4 separate regions of the Mus musculus genome follow, and all the other regions are linked to region 2. Evidence: chromatin contacts called from public targeted proximity ligation data. All regions are on one chromosome and are shown on one strand. The core of a region is the stretch at or near the end of the contact, and the rest is flanking DNA. Distances in the headings are between cores, read along the strand shown.

Region 1 (2,700 bases), core at 75-2,574, 150 kb before region 2:
GTAAATATTTCTCCTGAAAAATGTACAAATGAAGCTGAGTGTGGTGTCACATACCTATAATCCCAGCACTCAGAGGGGGCTGAGGCAGGAGGAGTGTGATTTCAAGACTGCCTGTGCAGCATCAGGAGACTATGGATTAATCCCCTCTTATATACACAAATGGTCAAGACTCAACATTGAGCTATCTGAGAAATGTAAGTCAAAGGCACAATGAGGTACCATTTCATACCTACTAGGGTGGCAATCATTATTATCATGATTACTATCAATTATCCTGAGATAGTAACAGAGGTAAGTGTGATGTTTTAAATTAAAATGGCCCCCATAGCCCCATAGGGAATGATACTATTAGGAGGTGTGGCCATGTTGAAGGAAGTGTGTCATTAGGGGCAGGCTTTGAGGTTTTGGATGCTGAAACCAGGCTCAGTGTATTGTGACTCATTCTCTTTCTGCTGCCTGCCAATTCAGATGTAGAATTCTCAGCTACTTCTCCAGCAGCACGTCTACCTTTGTGCTGCCATGCTTCTTACCATGATAATACGTATCCCCATATTTCTTCACTATTCACCCTTGCCTATCCCTGCCCTGCCGCGAGTCTTTAAACTCTAGTCACAGCATGGTTAACACAAGATGCTAAAAAAAAGCATAAGAACAGCTGTTCTGATTCCGTGCTTCACGACCTGCTCATAGCGTGCTCCAGCTGTGGAGAGCAGCTCTAAGGGAGGTCCAAGCTTTAGTTCTGGTGAGCGAAGCTGATACAAAGGTGAGCCAGAACACAGTCTCCCGAAGTGCATCCTTCTGCCTCACAGGACAGGGTCCACTCAAGCTTTTGCCCAGTTGCTCTCAGAGTCAAGGGTTCTTCCTAACCTTTCCACAGACAGAGACCTCCTCAAGCTCAGGTGTTAGAACCTGCCAAGGCTCCACCCATCGCTGGCTTCCTGTGAACAGGTGTGCTTGGAACTTTGGAACCTGTGTTTTGAAATTTGTAATTTGAGGTCCTCAGAGGTTGCAGGCACCATCTAGGAAAAGGGGAGGGATTTGAGGCAAAAGGGACTAAGATTCTGACTCCTACCTCATTCGAGAGGAAAGAACCAATCCGTTTAACAGAGTGTCCTTAATGGCGGTTGAGTGTATGGGGGTGGGGGAGGGGGGGTGTCTGTGTGCGCAGATGCAGCTCAGAGAGCTCTCATTCACTGCCTTTCCCTCTGGCTCTCTCCCTGCACACACTGTTCTCTGAGCTCCATGGCTTCCTGTGCTGCGCTTCCTGTTTCCTTGTCAAACTTCATATAAGCATTTGCTGAGGGCTGGGCAGGTGTCAGGCTCCGTGGCTGGGAGGAAGCAGCAGGTGGAGGACATAGGATGTTGATGACACTTGGGCTGGAGTTCACCAAGTTCCCCTTTTAGTTCGTAATCTCTGTTTATGATTTGAGTACCTAGGAGAACCGGCTAATTCCAGCAGATGGAAAAGAACTCTAGCAGGCTAGAGCATCCCAGGCCAACGAGAGCTTCAAATACTTTGAAGATAGAGGATAACCCTTCCTGCCTCTCATTCCTGGGAGTGTCCTCGCAGGCTCTGTAGGTCTCTCGAAAACGTAGCTGATACACTGAGTAGTTCTCCAACCCTTTCCTTCTGACCTCAGCCAATCTCCTCCTTTGTGATCACACATTTCTAGGGTGTGCTAGGCAGGAACGATTCTTGTCTCTATTTAATGATGCTTAAATATAATAAGTGTAATTCCTACAAGACAGTCTTGGCCAAAAATAGAAAACCCTGTTGCTCTTTCACTTCACCTCCCACTCTCCCACTCCTACGTTCACACCACAGCATCCTATAAGGTTTTTGTTTGTTTGTTTTTTTAATCACCTAAAGCCATTGCTTTCTGGGCTAGTGTGCCCCCTTGAAGAGCTGGCATTTGGCCTGTAGTCTGGGCAACTACCTCAGATTGCCTCCTTGGAAAGGAGGGTGACCATGTCAGTTGGGCTGAGCATAGGCTTTGCAGATGGGGGATCTGGGGAGCTTAGGGGTGATACACTCTCTGCTAAACCATCAGGATGGCAGCTTCGTCTTTCATCTGGGCTCCTCTATTGTACTGGTGGCTATTGGTTCTTTTCCTTTCATTAAAGTACAGTGGTTGTTTGCTAAAGACGCTTTTGTTCAGAGGGAAACAATGCTTCTATGTTCCAACAGGAGAAGTGTCAGCTGTGGGAGGAGAGAGGAGAGGGTGGGACTCTCCCTACAGAGCCCTCTGGTGGACTTTTTCAGTATGCATTGCTTCTTCTGCCTTCTTGAAGGAATGGCTTCCTTCTGCTCATGGAGGGAGGCTCCTGATGCATCTGATGACTGCCCGTTGTGGCTTTCAGGGCCCATGGGAGCTGATGGCCCTCCTGCTGGCCTGCATCCCCAGCTTCATCCACTGGCCATTCCGTTCCAGGTGTCTTCTCCAGCAGTTTCTCTAGGTTGGCTTTGACCCACTGCTCCCATTCTGCTTCCTTCATCAGCCACAGGCTACTAAGCAGTCCCTATCCCAACCCCTTCTCATCCTGGATCTTTTACTTCAGGCATCACCCTCTTGGCAGGATCTGACACAACCTCGTTCTTGCACCTTGCTCAGAAGCTGTTCGTATGAAGTCCAGGACAGTCAGGCTGTCCTGTCTGTTTCATCTCTGACCCCTGACATGCAGTCCATGCAGTCGAGTGTC
Region 2 (2,720 bases), core at 189-2,688:
ATGTCACTTGGCCACTCTGCTATCTAAATCAGGTGTTGGGGGTGGGGTGGGGAATCAAGGTTAGTGTGAACAGCTGGCATCTGCGTCCGGCCAGGCCAGCTGAACTTCAGCCTGAAGCTTGGCCCAAGCCCAGACTGATAAAGCCTTAGCTTAGCTCTAGATTTCTACAGAATTAGTGTGCAGAATGTAAAGACATGAAGACCAGCTCCATCTGCTGTGCATGTCTCTTGAGGCCATTGGGGGCTTAACTTGCTTTGGGGGAGAAGACAGTAGAGTGGAGTGGGGTGAACCCGGGGGTATCTTTGCCTCTGGCCTGTTTCAACCTATCCATCAAAATGCTGACCTATATTCCAGTGACACATATTAGATCCAAGCAGGACAAACTACCCAGGGTGTCCTCCCCCCTCCCACTTAGGCAAGGGGGCAGCCACATCTGTTCTTTCTCCTCAGGCTCCAGATGTGAGCTGTGAGGGGCAGAAGGAAGGTTGTTAAGAGGCAAGTCCGGTGCAGCAGGAACAGCACTGCATTCTCAGGAAAGCAGCAGTAAGCAGTGGGGTGAAAGAAAGAAAGATAGGTTTTCGGATCCCCAGATCTCCCCCCCCCCCCAAGCCATTGTTTTTAAAATGCTTTCCTGTATTTCTGTAGAGTGGGCAGATGGCAAGATCCTGGAAGTGTAAAACAGCTACAAGAAACAAGATGATTCAGACAGAAGGAGTATGAATAAATCCTGGCTGGTCATCTCATTATTAATCAAGATACCACCACCCACCCTCTACCGCCTTGTAAGTGTGTGCGGGTACAAACACACACACACACACACACACACACACACACACTCACTTGCTTGCATCTGTGCATACATGCATCTCCCTCTATTGCTGACTGCCTTATACCCCTGAAGTAGACTCTCTCACTGAACCAGTGCCGATTTTGTTTTTTGCCTAGGCCGTGGGCTAAAAAGCCACTGTAATTCTCTCTCTTGTCTCTGTCTTCCCTGCCTCAGTGCTGGAATTACAGGCCCACTTGGGTACATTCAGTTTTTTATGTGTGTGCTGGAGATCTGAACTCAGATCCTCACATTCAGGAAATAAGTGTTCCTACCCACCAAGCCTTCTCCTGAGCCTATCTTTAAGTTTTCATGCCTTGTTTCATTTTTAGAAGGGTGCAGTGTACAGTCAGAGCTCTGTTTGAGGCTTTGGATAGGAAAAAAAAAGGCACCATTTTTACATTTTACTTATTTTGTGAATTGGCTCATTTGGAAGATGTGGGGATGAGACCACTCATTGTCAGTAGAGGAAGAAAGAGAAAATGGAACTCCTATGGAGGACGCCAGAGCCGAGAGTCAGGGCCACAACCAAAAGCCAGGGATGGTGCCCTCTAAAGCACAGGAACTGTGCCTAAGAGAGATATTTTCAAGTGGGCCTGTGGTTTACCACAGTGTCCTCGTGATCAGTATAGTGGTCAGATGTCAGGCGTAACTGAAAGTAAGTTCGTTTTCCCACAGTGGGGAGAGAGAGAGGGAGAGAGAGAGGGAGAGAGAGAGGGAGGGAGAGAGGAAGGGAGAGAGAGAGAGAGAGAGAGAGAGAGAGAGAGAGAGAGAGAGAGAGAGAAGCAAAAAAGAAGAAAACATTTGCTCATATGAAACGAATACTTTTCCATTTTAGAGCTGGGCTGGCGCAGGCTTGAAAAAAACGTACCATCACCCGTGTGATGTTTCTGAAGAAAGCCGGAGAAGCAGCAACAGTTGGTGCCTTTGATTAGCAGAACATTTCAATCCCCACCCCATCTTTTCTCCAAATAGTCGTTCACAATGCGAGTGCTCAGCCCCACTGTTTGCTCGGTTCAATAGATCTGGGGGCAAGGGTTATGCCTTCCTGTTACCATGGGGCTGGCAGAGAGAACTGGAGGCCAGTGATCTTAGTCTGAGCTTCAGGATCATGGCTAGCTCCCTACAACTGTCCCCAGATGTTCCCAATTCAACCTGCAGTGCAGATTACGTAATCATCTCTTCACGACGCATGAGCATAGGGGGAACTCTGGGCTCCAAAGAGTTAAATTGTCATCTGCAATGGAATAAATGGTTTAACCACAAATTCATCCTGTGCTCGCCTACTTATGTGTTACCCTGGGTGCATGCATTTCCCCCTTTCAGATATTATTATCTTTTATGATATCATATCTTAAAATGGCTCCTCTGTCATTTAGGAGCAAGGTCTCCTAGGTTCACCACCAGAAATGGAGCTGAGTGCTTTCTGTATTCACATATGTCACATAAGCCCTGGGAATACAGGGTGACAGTGTACCACTCACTGCCTGGAAGACAGGAAGCTGCATATTCTAGGCAGCCCTGCATCCCACCTTGGATGCCTTTTCTTTCTGTCCTGATCCTTAGCAAAACCAAGCATCCGAACCTGATCTTTCCATCTCCCTGAGCTGGGACTACCTTGAGCATCCAGTGTGAAATTTCCTGCTGACATTGTTTTGGCTGGATTGCTAGCTACATGTGGGAGAATTTAGCTCAAACAGCACAAAGCTAATAGCATGCCTCTGTGCAGTCAAAGGGAGATCAGTAGAAAAAAGGTGACGTCATGGATATTTCAGGGACTTCAGGTCTGCTGTGCAAAGCGGCTTCTTCACTACACATAAGTCAGAACCTGGAATTGAGACAAAAAACAACTCTCCCTTCTCATAAATAGCTGCTCCGGGACTCAAAAATATTC
Region 3 (2,765 bases), core at 245-2,744, 200 kb before region 2:
AGACTGTAATGGCTTCATATGAAGACTTATTGGTTATTTAGAGAAGTGGAACTCAGGAGTCTGCTCCACCCCACAGGAGGGGGAAAAAAAAATCAAAGGAACTCATTACTAACTGAATTGCTGCTGTTTATCAGAGCGGTTAATTTAAAGCTAGGTGTCTAAAAATAAGACAAAGACAACATGAATGACTAAGTCAGTAACGGTGGCTGTGGCTTGAGACCGGCTGAGTCATTGCATTCTCTGTTTCTTTGAGAGGATAGTCTCCCCTTTCCACCACAGTGGCTCACGGCACACCCACTATTATCTGCAGATGCTTCTGAAATGATTATTGACAACACGGCTGCTCATGGCTCGACCAACAGAACCCTTTTGCAAACATCGTCAGCATCAAGTTTGAGGCTCTGTGCCTTTATTTCCGGGAAGGATCTCCCATATTGAATTATGACAGTGAGAGATATTAGTAAAGGCAAGAAGGGATAGTTCAGCATGAAACATAGAGCCAGACCTCTTAACCGATTTGATTGTGAACTGAACCCCCAAAGCAAAAGTGTTAAGAATTCCTGGGGGTTTGGAGATTCTGGGAAGGTCCTAGGTATTCATTTCTTTCTTTAATCCCTAAGCATTGACAGATGGCTTCTTAGGCCTACTGCTGAACCAGGCTGATTCAGAAGAGCGGGGAGGGAGACTTAACTGGGCTTCTCGCAGTTAAGGAAAAGACACCCCATACTTTCTCTGGCTGTGAGACTATAACAGAGAAAAAAGTAGGAAACCAATCCAGCTGCCTGCCCTTGGTTTTCACCAGGCACTTATTGGGGTTGGCTAGTGAGTGCTTTCTCCTTCCTCTCCCCGTGACAAGTGAGACCTGGCTGGGCTTAGTCCTGATTCCCTTTGGCTGCCAATCACCCAGCAGCTGCGATGCGGAGGTCATTCTTCCCTTTTCCAGGATTTCTGACAGAAGTGGAGCAGGACTTTTCTAGAGAACAGGATCACGCCAAGACCCAACTCTTCAGGTCAGGGCAGAGTCTGAAATTCCAGGTGGAATAAAGCTTTGGCCAACCACCACAGTCACCAAAATGACAGTTTACCTTAAGCAAATGCTGTCCTGTAGCAGGCCCTGGATAGGCGGGGCACCTCATCTGAGGTCCTCAGACAGCTTCATGAGCTGGGTTTTATAGTCTCCTTTTACTAACGAAGAAACTGAAGTTCCTAACATTGATTTTCTTCTAGGAGGAGGGTTACTGAGCATGCAAGGCATGGTGTGAGCAATGCTGGATACAATGGGAAACGAGATAAACACAGTCCTTCCTGTAGGCAGCTGGCATTCAGCTACTAATTGTGGCAGCGTCAAGACTGGAACCTTGGTTGGCTCGACTCTAAAGATTACTTAAATTCTATGTACAATTTCTTATAATCTAAGATACCTCCCGGGGGCATGCTGGAAAGTCAGCCTGCCCAGAGCAAACACTGAGTAGATAAGATATGAACTAGGTTGACCTTGTAATGTTAGACTGTTGTGAATGGTAAACTCACACGGCCGGGCACCCGGTCTATCTTTTGCCACACTCTCAACTATCTCTGAATAAGTCTGTGCCGGACAATAGAGAACTAGCAGTCACATTCTGGCTTTCCCTTTACCTGAGAATGGCTTCCCCAGCCTGGCTGCTAAAGCACAGTGTGGTAGGACAGAGGAAGTCTCTGTGCCTTTACATGTAATGGCTTTAATTCTTCTTCTTCTTTTTTTTCTTCTTCTCAATTTTCACACGCCCCTGCACTTCCTGCTCTTTCCTTTGCCTGGAAGCGGAAGTACTGAAGAGACAAACTGTTCTTATGGTTTTTAGACTCTGGCTGAAACCAGAAAGGCTCGGGTTTCAGAAAAGCAACCCTTTCTGGGTTCTTTGTCTAGGAGACAGGGCTGGATGCCGAGAACTTTGAGTTTCTACTCCTTTGGCTTGTCTGGACTCAGCAAGGCCAATTAAAAAATTGATCTTACCTGCAGCTTCATTGTTTAACACCAGACACCTCACTGACTTTCATTTCCCGTTTGTAACTGAATGGATGGGTCATTAACGGAGAGGCAGTAATGAGATTCAGTTCTTGATTATAGCTTGATCATACACTGATTTGCTCACTCGACAAATATTTATCAAACAACCTAATATATCCTTCATAAAGAACCCTTATGAACATTCCTAAAGAGACAGCACCTTGTAGGGGAAAAAAAATTAAGTATGCTTCATGATAGAAGAGGAAATTGCTCTGGTGTTTTGGGTGGGGGAGACAACCACTATTTCAATAGGATTGTTAGGAAGATCTGAAGGTGCTGAGGGAGGAAGCAAGCTATTGGATGCAAGGGAAGAGGGTTTTAGGTGGGGAAAAAAAAAACCAAATGCAAGTGTCCCGAGCCTTGAACCCCTAGCGTGCATAGAACAGCAGGGCAGCTAGTAGACTTGGAACACAGTCAGCAAGGGTCAGAGAGGAAGGAGACAGGCAGAGGGGAAATGGGGTCAGCTGTGCCCTGAAGACTTGAGAACAGAGGAAGTCTTTCAGGCTGTTTTGGGAGCGAGCTGGGGAGCCTCTGGAAGGTTTTGAGCTGAGAAGGAATATGCCCTGGTAGTTACTAACTGCATTGGCTATTTTTGCAGAAACAGAAGGGACCTCCAACTGACCTGCCTACACACGAGGAGCAAGGGACAATGGATGGATGCGAGATATGTTGGTGTCTCCTTCCCCTCCATGGCAAGGTATTGCTCTCATCTCAGTTGAGG
Region 4 (2,700 bases), core at 17-2,516, 230 kb before region 2:
CTATCAGGGTCTGTATAACTGGTTGTGGACTTTTCTAAGTGTCAGAAAACATGATGGCTCAAACATTGCAATACAAACAGTATGAATCAGTTGGTATGTATAAAGTATCCACCCTCTAATAAATTGTTTTCAACCAGTGAGTTGCGACCCCCTTGGGGTTGAATATCAGCTATCCTGCATATCAGATATTTACATCCTGATTCATAACAGTAGCAAAAAATTACAGCTATGAAGTAGTAATGAAATAATTTTATGATTGCGGGTCACTACAACATGAGGAACTGTATTAAAGGGTCACCAGGATTAGGAAGGGTGAGAAGCATTGCTCTAATATAAGCTGTAAGAAGCTGTCTGCTTATGTCAACTGTTTCTGGGTTCTTTATCAACAATAAGAAGATAGCCACTGATTTTTTTTTTTTTTTTTTTTTTTTTTTAGTATTTTACATAGGGAACGCATCCTGGCAACTCCCTTAAGTAATCAATGAAACCTTTGCCCTATAGGAGGGAGCAAACCTCGGGACACCTGCTGTGACACTCAAGGCTTTCGTTGTTTCTAGTGGACACTGTCAAGGTTGTTTTTCAGTGTGGGGTCATTCAGAGATTCAGGCAAGGACGCATCATCGTAGTCTAGGGTCTCAGAATACTCCTGGAGGTCACCTGAATCTTGTGTCACCTGGCAAAACAAAAGAGAGAGGATATGGGGGAATCACTGAGAAGCTTAAGGTCCAAGACTCTGCCCCTCCCCCTACCGACCAGAAATCCATTTTATGGCTCCATCTAAATGCTGGAAGTCATCGACCAGAAATCAATTCCACGGTTCCACGTAAATGCTAGGAATCTAGGAAGGACTTTCTCATACAACTAGGAGAAGAAATGATTTTTACCTAGTTTCTGTCAAGCAGACATCAAGGGACTTCTCATAAAATATGCAAATGCAGATCTGGGACTCAAGCTCATATCAATTGGACTCTAAGGCTGAGCTGTTAACCTCATGTCTACACCCCCCTCCCTCAAGGTTTCCTGTCTTGTTGTTTTATCCCGTGCTTAGCTACATCCTGAAGAGGTTATGATTGCTTTTTTGTAGAAGACGGAGCGATGGCCAGTTTGAAATGTCTTCTCTGAAGGGACAGAAAAATGGACTCTGTGATACTTCCTGTGTGAAGACTATTCACGTCAACAGCTCAAAGGGCACTGTTCCTGCTTAACCAACTCCTGCAGACATGGGGAGACCACACTTGATCTTATCCTGTGGCAGACTGCTTGCGAAACTCTCAGTTGGATGCCTTTCAACAGCACAAACTGCTCCCCGTTGTGGTCTAGAGAGCCCAACCGGTGTAATAGGCAGAATTCCATTCTGTGAGCTCAGGTGTGTAGGAAAAGCAATTTTATTTTTTTTTCACTTCAAATTGCCACATTGAATTAAGTCCAATATAAGGGTCAATATCTCTGGATGCAGGCGTTTATTGAGGAAATTTTGGAGTTATTACTCATCCTACGAGCAATACTAACATATTTGGTATTGTCTATGTATGTGTAAACTTTAGTTCAAGAGGAATTGAAAGCCCTCTTTCTGGTGGCTTCAGCACCTGCCCATGTGTGAGGCACATGCATAAATAAAAATGCATTTAAAAAAAGTTTCATTAGCAACGTGCAAAAAGACCAGGAAGAGAAAGGGATATACATACAGTATTTGGAAAGCAAACATATTGTTGCGGTTGTTTCCAGGAGTAGCTTCTAAGCCATGGTCTTCATGTGAGTGTAGGAGGCTGCAGGGCCCTTGGATACTGAGGTAAACAAGAGTCCCAATCAAAACTGCACACATACTAGTCCTTTTAGGATGGATGATAACAATGTGGAAGGAAATCTGGATCCAATAATAAGGATGGGGGAGGAACATTTTATCTCCCACCTGGAGGGGGGAAGTTGGATTATTGTATAGAATTTATAATCTTGTCTCATCATAATGAGTGTGGAGGAAAGTAAATTTAGAACACAATCTGCATGAACTGATGTCATGAATTTCTCAATCAGTTTAGTTTCCCTTTTATATACGCATTTCAGGGACATGTAATAAAAATCTATGTCCCCAAAAGTCTACAGAGATTTTCAGCAAAAATAAAATAAAAATTTTAAGGGCTGAGAATGGACTCTTTCATAGATTAATTTGAGACATAACTTCTTTCTTAGTGGGACACAAATTAATGATGCATTTTATAACCAATGGTGTCTACGTATCAACAAAATAGCTGATTGAGCTCTCATTCCTTTGTGTAATGAAAATTAAATTTCAGTCAGCTCAGCAGCTCAGTTCTTCACCCCAACCCCCCCCAGCCCCCTCCAGCCCCCCCCAGCCCCCCTCCCAACCCCAAGAGCTCTCTGAGGCTGCTAAGGCTGGCAATGTTTTCTCATCTCTCACTTCCTGCTTCCAGTTTTTCCTCTCCTCAGTGACCTTGATCTTTAAAACTCAGTGGAAGAACAGACTTTCTTACTTCCTGGACATTCATAGACAAGCCCTCTATTGACTATCCCTTAATCACCTTTGAAAGTGGAATTATTGCTGGGCTAAGGTGGTGTATGCCTTTAATCCCAGCACTCAGGAGGCAGAGGCAGGCAGATCTGTGTGAGTTCAGTCTACCAAAAAAAAAAAAAAGTTAGATTATCATATAAAGTTTATAATCTTTATCTCATCGTAACCAGCCA

Evidence for each region.
Region 1: a targeted proximity ligation map of the SCID.adh cell line shows a contact between it and region 2, with 27 read pairs. A contact is called at or near these places in 43 of 484 Hi-C or Micro-C datasets (the 63-12 cell line, B cells, the Ba/F3 cell line and 27 more), 21 of 130 datasets of targeted methods (the 230-238 cell line, CD8 T cells, DN3 thymocytes and 13 more) and 1 of 9 other capture datasets (embryonic stem cells).
Region 3: a contact with region 2 is called in a targeted proximity ligation map of memory CD8 T cells, with 140 read pairs. A contact is called at or near these places in 13 of 484 Hi-C or Micro-C datasets (the G1E-ER4 cell line, LSK cells, common lymphoid progenitors and 5 more) and 6 of 130 datasets of targeted methods (bone marrow-derived macrophages, effector CD8 T cells, large pre-B cells and 2 more).
Region 4: a targeted proximity ligation map of memory CD8 T cells shows a contact between it and region 2, with 4 times the contacts expected there. A contact is called at or near these places in 3 of 484 Hi-C or Micro-C datasets (liver, natural killer cells and nephron progenitors), 7 of 130 datasets of targeted methods (the SCID.adh cell line, bone marrow-derived macrophages, embryonic stem cells and 3 more) and 1 of 9 other capture datasets (embryonic stem cells).

Annotation. Positions count from the first base shown.
Region 1 is chr19:32,952,192-32,954,891 of GRCm38.p6, forward strand. No RefSeq gene overlaps it. Among named protein-coding and RNA genes, the nearest start is that of Gm36914, 6.6 kb to the right of the region's middle.
Region 2 is chr19:33,100,088-33,102,807 of GRCm38.p6, forward strand. It overlaps Gm29863 (a long non-coding RNA gene), which reads left to right. Exons shown (of 5, transcript XR_386659.2): 4 at 646-782; 5 at 1,665-2,074. Among named protein-coding and RNA genes, the nearest start is that of Gm29863, 16 kb to the left of the region's middle.
Region 3 is chr19:32,904,512-32,907,276 of GRCm38.p6, forward strand. No RefSeq gene overlaps it. Among named protein-coding and RNA genes, the nearest start is that of Gm36774, 24 kb to the right of the region's middle.
Region 4 is chr19:32,868,280-32,870,979 of GRCm38.p6, forward strand. No RefSeq gene overlaps it. Among named protein-coding and RNA genes, the nearest start is that of Gm36774, 61 kb to the right of the region's middle.